3 separate regions of the Mus musculus genome follow, and all the other regions are linked to region 2. Evidence: chromatin contacts called from public HiChIP or PLAC-seq and promoter capture Hi-C data. All regions are on one chromosome and are shown on one strand. The core of a region is the stretch at or near the end of the contact, and the rest is flanking DNA. Distances in the headings are between cores, read along the strand shown. Region 1 holds the start of Akip1 (A kinase (PRKA) interacting protein 1). Region 2 holds the start of Mrvi1 (MRV integration site 1). Region 3 holds the start of Usp47 (ubiquitin specific peptidase 47).

Region 1 (2,912 bases), core at 185-2,684, 1.3 Mb after region 2:
TTATAATCTGCTCCCATGAAGGACTATAGGTCCTGGGAGAGATGACTGATTCTTCCCAAGTCCAGATCACACCAACTTACCCCACACTGACTTGAAGTATAGTCCATGAATTCAGCCATTGCTCCGAAGGAAGAGCTAAGGGTTGGGCACCTTTCTTCTCTCTGTTGTAATAAATGGCAAGTCATAGGTGAGACCTACAAATCCCCTACTGGAGAAGGACATCATTTGAGAAATAGCCCTTTTTCACTTTTAGGAAAGCTTCTGCAAGCTGAAACTGGTAAGAAGGATCTTGCTGAGAAAAAAAAAAAAAAATCCAACTCTGTAAACTAGATGTGCAATTTATCCAGGAACTAAAATAACTGGTTGGCTGGCTTTACTCACTATTGAGTAATGGGAAAGAACTGTTATTGTTGTTTATGATTTTTTGAGACAAGATCACATGTACACTAGGAAGACTTTGTACTTGATCCTTAGCCCCGACCTCCCAAGTTCTGGCACCACACTAAGAATTGTATTTATTTACTTTAGACAGGGTTTCACTAGGTAACACACGATGGCTTGAAACTTGCTATGTAGAACAGGCTAATCTCGAACTCAAGAGATCTGTCTGCTTCTGCCTCCTGGATGCTGAGATTAATGGTGTGCACCACCACACCCGGTAAGAAATTTTATGTTATAAGTAAGCAGAATACTACTATTCTTTTGTTATTCAAAAAGAATTGGGTCACACCGTGCTTGTACACAACCTCTTTAATACTAGTACCTAAATCGTAGGCAAGAGTTCAAGGCCAGCCTGGGCTATACGAGACCGTGTCAAAAGCAGTTTCCAAACAACGTTTCCACTTTTGCTCCAATGCGTTACATCTTCTGGACATGGGAGGCTTCCTCCCGCCCAGTGGCGGCGGAGAATGACTAGACAGTCCCCCAGCTCCCGGCCTCACCTCTCCTAGGAGGCGCTGGGAACCAGGGACCGACCATCTTTCCTGGTAGGGGCCCTGGCGGTAAAGGACCCCCACGTTGCCTCTGGATCGCTCTGGAGAATGCCAGTCCACTGCCCTCCTCTTGGCGCGCTCCAATACTTCCCTCCCCAGCCGAGCAGAGCGCTGGAGCGAGCGCCGGTCCACTCCGTTCAGCGCCGCGGCCGCCAGACAGTATTCCATGTCTCCCTGGACACATACACAGACAAGTCAACTAGGCCCGGATCCGGGCGGCAACTTCCCCGCGACCCCAACTCCCCCTTCGCCTGCATCGCGCAATCCAAGTGGGGAGGAACTAGCAGGCAGGACCCCTGCCCCTTGCACTTCCGCCTCTCAGACCCTGGGTACAGCCCCTCACCCGGCCTGCTTCTCCGGGCGCACGCGCATAGCGCTCACACGGACACGCCTTCCGTGTTCCCGCGGCCCTTCTTTCGCGCCAGTTGCCAAGCTAACTGCTGCGCGCCGTGGGCGGGGCCTGGCGATGGGCGGAGCCGGTGTGGGCGGGGCCGGGTCGAGGGGCACGTGGGCCCAGCCTTAATCAGCTTCAGACGCGAAGCGGGCGCTTGTTGTCGTTCGAGGACTTTCTTGCCGCGACAGGTCAGTGTGGATCCCGTGACTCGTTGCGCTAAAAACATTTGTGAGAGTAGGTGCATGCGGACCGTATTCAGGGGTCTCGCCACTCCAGAACCACTTTTGTGTGAGGAGGTGATGAGGCTAGCGGACCAACGCGACTGAGGAGGTAGTGCTGGGGAAAGGGCATTCTGTCAGAAGAACTCTCAAGGCTGGGGATGGAGGCCAGACGGAGGTCTTGGAACTGTGGGTGAGGGGACTGGTAAGACTCCAGGGGATGGCAGGTATTTCTTGGCAGGTTGGTAGAGGATGTAGTGGAGTGGTGAGTGGGGAATCCCGTCATTCCCTTCCTGCAGCTTCCTCATTCCTCCCTTGGAAGAACAGATTCACACAATTTTGTTGGAGGTTTATTTGTTTGTTTGTTTTTGACAGTCTCACTGTGCAAACCCTCACTATGTAGACCAGGCTGGCTTTCAGTCTCTTTGGTCCTGGGATCTGGACCTACCATTCAAGCATCAATCGTATCACTTTTTAAAGTAAGAAATGGATCAGATACCTTTCAGAACACCATGGGGCTATGGTGAAAGCCCTGGGTCTCAGCGGGAGTGACACCCCCTGGTGAGCAGCAGGGCGTGAATGGGGAGAAAGTTCCACTTTAAGGAACATTGCTCAGTGCGGGGTGGGTCCCTCACAGGACACAAAGGAATTCTCAGTCCTTAAGTAGTGTGAATAGAGAAACATTTGCCCACAAACCTAGCTACCTGAGATTCCTTGAAATCCATGCCAGAAGCCAGGATCTGTAGTGTGCATCTGTCAGCCCTACCCTGCAACAGTGACATAAGAGGTGAGGACAGGAAATTGGCTAGAACTCCTGGACTAGACACCTTGAATTATATAGTCTAGCAGTAGCAACAAGCAAGACCCTGCCTTACACATGGCAGAAGGTGAGAACGGACTCCCAAAAGTTGTCCTCAGACCTCCATACACTTTCTTTGGCACACATGTACTACATTCACACACATAAAAAATGAGTAAAAAGTAGTCTAGTTCTTATTGATGAATGATTCTCACTTCAACTTCAGGATCTAGGTAGCCTCTATTCTGATTGACATCCCCATAAATTTGCCTTTTTCTGGCGATTCATACAAATAAAATCATATGGTATGTGGCCCTTTGGACCGGTCTCTTTCATTTAGATTACTTTGAGGCTTGTCTGAGTTATAGTATATAGTACATTGTCATCCCTTTTTATGGATAAATAATATTCCATTATATGAATATACTGTATTTTGTTTATTCATCACTTGGAACTATTTCCATCCTGGAGGCCTATTCTGATAATGCATTCTAAGACTAAATATTTTC
Region 2 (3,009 bases), core at 420-2,919:
CATAACTGTAATTTTGCTATGTTATAAATCGTAATGTAAATCTATGATATACAGGATGTCTGATATGCAAACCCAGTGGGGTCGTGACCCACAGATTGAGAACCACTGTCTGAACGGCTTTTCCCATCACTACAGCAAGAACTCCCGTCTCCTTTGTTATGGCTGCACCCATCTTCTTTTATGGCCCCCAAGTAGCGGACATTTATACCATTCCTAATCCCTTGCTTTTATAAACAATGCTGCAGCGGGTAATCATGCTCATCTGTCATTTCCCTAGTGTGGGAGTTGTTTATAAAATAAATTCCTAGAAGTAGAACTGGGTCAAAGGGCACAAGCCTTATAACCTTGTCAGCCCTGATGTGTCCTCTTATAGAGTCTGCTCCACTTTGCACAGTCACCAAGTGATGTTTTATAAAATGCTTGTAATTGAAGTGAATTTTAAAAAGTCACTTGGTGACTGCCTTGCGAGTCTGGTGAAAGCTTCAGGCCACCACCAGGAGAAACACAGCCAAGTGCTGGCTCAGAGACTCACCGAGGCCGTACAGGACCCCTTCGGTTAGAGCCATGGTGGAGAGGGTGGTAGGTGGTAAAGAGGAAGGAGTTGTAGATGGAACCACCTCAGCTCATGTCTAGGCCCTGGCACTCAGGCTGCAGAGCATCTGAAGAGCAGATCTATTTCTTTGAGCCTCGATTTCCTTTTCAAAAGAAAGATGTAATGATTCTGTTTGAGAAGACACTTGTGAGATAGACACTTGCTTCCAGGCAAAGTATCAAGTGCACTGTTAGGAATAGAGTGGGTGTTTACTAAGAGGCTTACACACATACAAAAGTGTGCATACACTCACAAGCACGCAAAGCCTTAGGTTCAGTTTTAGCCTCTGGCTCCCAGGAGTTCTTGTAATACCCTTTAGAGCTCTCACACAGGACCAACAAGTGAATCTGCTGTGGAGTTCTCAGGTTTAGCCAGTAAAAATGCCCAGTTTCATTTAACTTCAAATGAGCAACATACAATCTTGTGGTACAATTATGTATTTGGGGGCATCCTTATATGGAAATAATAGCATTTCGTTTGAGATTTAAATTTGAGTATCTGGTTATCTGGCCACCCCTCCCAAGGGCTTCTCTGTTGCTGTCTCTAACTGCAGAAGGGGCTGTGGGGCCCCCATGTGGCTGTGTTAGGGTTGACAGTCTGTGATCCCAGGCTTGGACTATATTGAGGATGAAGACCAAGCGTGGCAGAAGAAAGGCAGCTTTCCCCACCGGAGTTGAGGTAACTCAGGGTTGGAAACTCTTCCGTGCCTTTCTAGTACCTATGAGACCCTAACCCACAGTGTCCTGATTTTTCATTGTTGTCCCACTTCAGAGATGAATAGACTGAGATTTGCTATGTTAAGGCTACAGGATGGTTAAGTGGAGGAGCTGGGGCTGACCCCTGGGGCTGCTGCCAGGCCTGGACTTAGTTAATCCCCCTCACCATGCCCCTGTTCTCTCTAGCAATCCCGAGGGTTTAAGATGGGAGCAGCCTCCGCCTCCAAATCCCTGGGACAGGAAACATTCCCAGCTTCTGCTGGCGGTGAGCCAGGATCTTATCTAGGCTCACATGCTTGCTGGACACTCAGGGGTGGGAGGCTGGTCTGCAGATGTCCCCTTCATACCCCTCTGGCACAGACAGAGTCCAGCATCTTCAACTGCTCCCCGCCCCAAGGCACTGCCATCGGCTATGGGGGTGCCCCTTGCAAAAGCCTGGGGATAGGGGCTACTATTCAGGCCCAACCTTCCTTGAACCCTAGGCTGGCTGGAAGGCTTCTCCTGCTTTCAACCCAGAGCCAGGCTGCAGGGGGCCCTGGTGGAACACTGGTTCCCAGTCCCAGCCCCTCATCCAGCCCCTCTCTGAGGAGGAGGCAGGCAGCTGGGGCTCTGCAGCCAGAGCTTTTCAGCTTGGAGCTCTGGAGCCAGATGTAACATTGACCTTAAATGGTAAAAGCTCCCCAGAGTGAAGAGAGGCTGGCCGGGAGGAAAGGGGAATAACTCAGTTTTAGGTAAGTCATCGCTATTGCCTAGAATAACCTGCCTCTTCAGCCCAAGGGAAGCAGAGAGGCGTCTTCTCCTCCTTAAAGGTACAGGGCGCTGGGATGGGGGCACTTAACTTTAAGTTGCATGGGAGGTGGCCTGGTTGGGTGATATTTTAGCCGAGTCTTTTTATTGTTGCTGTCTTAAGTTTTAAATAAGAAGTGAAACTCACGATCCTCACTAAATCCTGCCCCTTCTACTTGCTGTTGGAAAGCACGCACAGTTTGGGGTAAAGATGTGACTGCTCACTAAGCCCCTTACTCCTGGCTCTCCTGCAGGATCCTTTGTGACAGTAGAGAAATGCCCGGTGCTGTGCAAAGCAGACAGGCTGGCCTTTCTTCCCTGGGGCTTCCCGTGTCTCTCCTTTGTTCCCTCTCAAGTCTTGCGTGTGAACCCGTTTGTCCAGCCATCTTCACCATTGACTCTGTCCATTTCTATGCTTTATCTTCCTGACCTGTGCTCTGGTCACATCTCTCTTTTTGTATCTGTCCCCTGTCCCACCACATCATGTCCCCTTTCACAGATCTCTCTCTCTCTCTGTATATATATGTGTGTGTGTGTGTGTGTGTGTGTGTGTGTGTGTGTGTGTGTGTGAGTGTGTGTGTGTGTGCCTACATCCTAGCTTGCACCTCTCCAGAGGTCCTAGAGTGAGTGGCACTCGGGCCGACTTTCTCAAAGAGAGGGTAGCAGAGCGAGGCTCAGGAAAAGCCCAGCTGCTGGGCTGCTTCCTGCACAGTAAACAGTTGTAAAAGCTGGAGAGGCCTCATAGTCTGCATAAACAGCAGCATGGCCCCAGGACCCCTGGCTGGCGCTCCTGCCTCCACAAGTGACAGCTGCTGCTCTTTAACACTCTTCAGACAGCTCTCGGGTGGCATAGAAAGCAAGGCAGCCCTGAACTTGGCTGAGCTGTATTTTGCCCGGAGAGGGAGAAAGCTGCTA
Region 3 (2,700 bases), core at 12-2,511, 1.0 Mb before region 2:
AAAAACAAACAAACAAAACCTAAACATTTAGGAATCCGAAATGATCGTGTATAAATATCAAGATCCTACCATCCTAATTTCAACTTAACACTTGGCATCTATTTAAGGTATATGAGATATAAAAGTCCAAAGCATTAAGCCTGACGACCAGCAGTTAAAAATACATGTTTGAATATGCTGAGGATATTTATAAAGCCAACGGACTATTAATATGTCGAAATCCACTGGCCAGTGCAGGATTCTACCTTTAATCTTCTACTACTGACTGTTCAAGGGAAGCCAAGAAGTCCGGGAGTCTTATGTCACTCGCTTTTAAGAATTTAAGTCACCCAAGTTGGCAACACCAGAAAAAGACCAAAATTACACACAAAAACAACGTTTCGTCTCTCCATATGGTGAAATTAACTCGGCTATCTCTTACCCTCCCGTTCAAGCCCCACTTAACTACTTTTTCAACGATCCTGGGTAGGCCCCATTTAGGCTGGCCGATAGTACTACGAAGTAACAGGAGGGGGAATGGAGGCTGGGGGGAGGGGGGTGGGGAGACCGACAACTCTTTAACAGTTAAGTCTGCCCTCCCACAGATCTCAACTTAGGTGTCGATTTCACAAGCCCCGTAAGCTATACGCTGTCAAACCCCAGAAGCAGCACCGTCACCCCGTCCTGCCCACGGGCAACTGTTCCAGAATGTTTTCTTTGAAACGATCTCTCTTAACTCTCTCGGCTCGACGTGTGTGAAGTCTGGACTTCAAAGGCCACTTTCTCTCCGCAATACTCCCCCCCACCCCCGGGAGCAGAACCCAACTCCTCGGGTCCAGTCTTTGATGCGTTAGCCCCTCGCAGCCGGAGCTCTCCCTCGGCTACGTGGCCCCGGGAACCAGCGGTCTCCAACTGCCCGCCGCGCCCACCGTCCACCCGGCCCCACGCCTGCCCGGCCCTAGCCTTGCCTCCCGCTCGGGGCCTGCACGACTTCGAGCGGACCGCAGGCTTCGGGCCTAGTCTGGCCCGCCGGCCCCTCACCTCCTTCGGGACCAGTTGGTTCTCCTCGCCGGGCACCATCGCTCAGACTCCGACCGCTCGTCTCCGCCCTGCCTGCGGGGGCCTGGTGGAGGTGGCGGCGGCTGTGTCTCAGGAGAGAACGGCAGCGACAGTCATCCTCCCAGCCGCCTGCGCTCCAGCAACTGAGGAGGCCTCCGCTCAGGCCTTAGACACCAGCGCGCAGACACCGACCCAGGGCGCCGCCGCCGTCGCCGCTGCTGCCGCCGCCGCTGCCGCCGCCGCCGCCGCCCCTCCCCCGGCCCGCGGCAATCAATGGAAAAATGGCGGCCGCCGCTCTCGCGAGAATTCAACGCAGTGGGCGCGCGGCCCGGCGTCTGGCGCCTGGGGTATGCAGGCGGCCGTCGTGAGCTCGGGATCTTCTCACCTCTTGCTCAGCCCCGGGGTACGCCGCGCTACGCTGGTTGAGAGCCGGTGTAGGCGCTTTTCACTACGGGGAAGCCGGTCCTCCCATCCTCCGGCTCCCTCTGTCGGCCGAGGGAGGGACGAGGCCCCTGCGTCACGAACGAGCTCCAGTTCAAAGCCCCCCTTTCAGCCCTGCAGTCCCCAGACTCTTTCCTGGTCTCCAGCGACCCCGCTGCAGCCCCACTTGAGGAACCTTTGGCCTCGAGCTGGTAAACAACGCGCCTTGTAGAGAAATCGCCTTTCTGGCTTTCGCCCTCAAGGCTCTGGTCCTCGTCTGTCATGTTTTCGTGGCCGCCCCACTCTCCTTAGGGACCTCGGTGCCCATCAGCTAGCCCCTGGAGCCCCTTAAAGAGGGGTCACTACACTTAGAGGTGCTCCCCTGCACCCTTCTGGGTGGCTTGCTGTCATCCTCCTACAGGGCCAAGTCTGAGGGAGCCTTTTGAGAGCAGAGCTGTGGTGCGCTTCAACCTGTGCTGTCCTTTTGAATATGTTTTTTTTTGTAATCTCCCCAGACGGTAAATACCATGTGTTTGACCAAACAAATCTCCTATTAGTCATTTTCCTTCACCGCACTCCTTCCATTATGAAGACCCAGTGAGACGTCTTTCATGAAGACTTTTGGCAAACTAGTCCTCTTACAGCCTGCTGAGTTAATTCCATTGTGCCATGTACCCAGCATCCACAGCGCCAACTCCTTTACCTATGCTATTGGTTCGCCAAACTTGTTACTATTGAACACCCCACACCCAAGAAAAGCTCTCTATACAGTTATGTAAGATTTATTAGAATTCTGCTATTTGTGGCACTGTAAAACATCTACAAATTCTAAAAATTATAGCAAAGACAGACATTTAAAATAAACGAGATTTTAAGTAGTAATGGTATAAAAAAATCCATTAACCCTACTGAAAATATTTAGTGAACGCACTCTGATTGACTAGGTTTCATTAGTTTTTTAAAAGCTAATTCTTTGTGAAACACTTATTAAAATATCTGATTCAGTGTTCAGGTTATTTCTGTACTTGGCTTTAATAGCTGTCATAAGCTGAAAAAGGTAACCCACAAAGATTTTGATCCTAATGGAAGAAGTGCATTTTCAACTACTATTACTAATACAATGCTCATTTTTATCTGTTTCAGCTTCCAGCCATACAAAGGGTTTTGTTGAAATTCAGCTACTAATTTTCCATCTTTCCTAATGTCAACTAGAATTTTTATGTTTTAACAGGTGGGCTGCAG

Evidence for each region. HiChIP or PLAC-seq counts read pairs in DNA pulled down with a chosen protein or histone mark. Capture Hi-C pulls out chosen DNA fragments and counts their contacts.
Region 1: a promoter capture Hi-C map of liver shows a contact between it and region 2, with 3 times the contacts expected there. The contact joins the promoter of Akip1 here to the promoter of Mrvi1 in region 2. A contact is called at or near these places in 1 of 39 promoter capture datasets (pre-B cells) and 1 of 9 other capture datasets (liver).
Region 3: a contact with region 2 is called in an H3K27ac HiChIP or PLAC-seq map of embryonic stem cells, with 4 times the contacts expected there. The contact joins the promoter of Usp47 here to the promoter of Mrvi1 in region 2. A contact is called at or near these places in 2 of 39 promoter capture datasets (hippocampal neurons and liver) and 2 of 115 datasets of contacts at active chromatin or transcription factors (embryonic stem cells and extraembryonic endoderm stem cells).

Annotation. Positions count from the first base shown.
Region 1 is chr7:109,702,200-109,705,111 of GRCm38.p6, reverse strand. Akip1 (A kinase (PRKA) interacting protein 1) reads right to left here and starts at 1,434. Exons shown (of 6, transcript NM_020616.2): 1 at 1,336-1,434; 2 at 942-1,166; 3 at 81-161. The coding sequence starts at 1,160. It also overlaps a transcript of Denn2b not described here.
Region 2 is chr7:110,981,121-110,984,129 of GRCm38.p6, reverse strand. Mrvi1 (MRV integration site 1) reads left to right here and starts at 1,669. Exons shown (of 21, transcript NM_194464.3): 1 at 1,669-2,117.
Region 3 is chr7:112,022,067-112,024,766 of GRCm38.p6, reverse strand. It overlaps Usp47 (ubiquitin specific peptidase 47), which reads right to left and starts at 1,261. Exons shown (of 29, transcript NM_001357952.1): 1 at 1,021-1,261. The coding sequence starts at 1,059. It also overlaps Gm3960.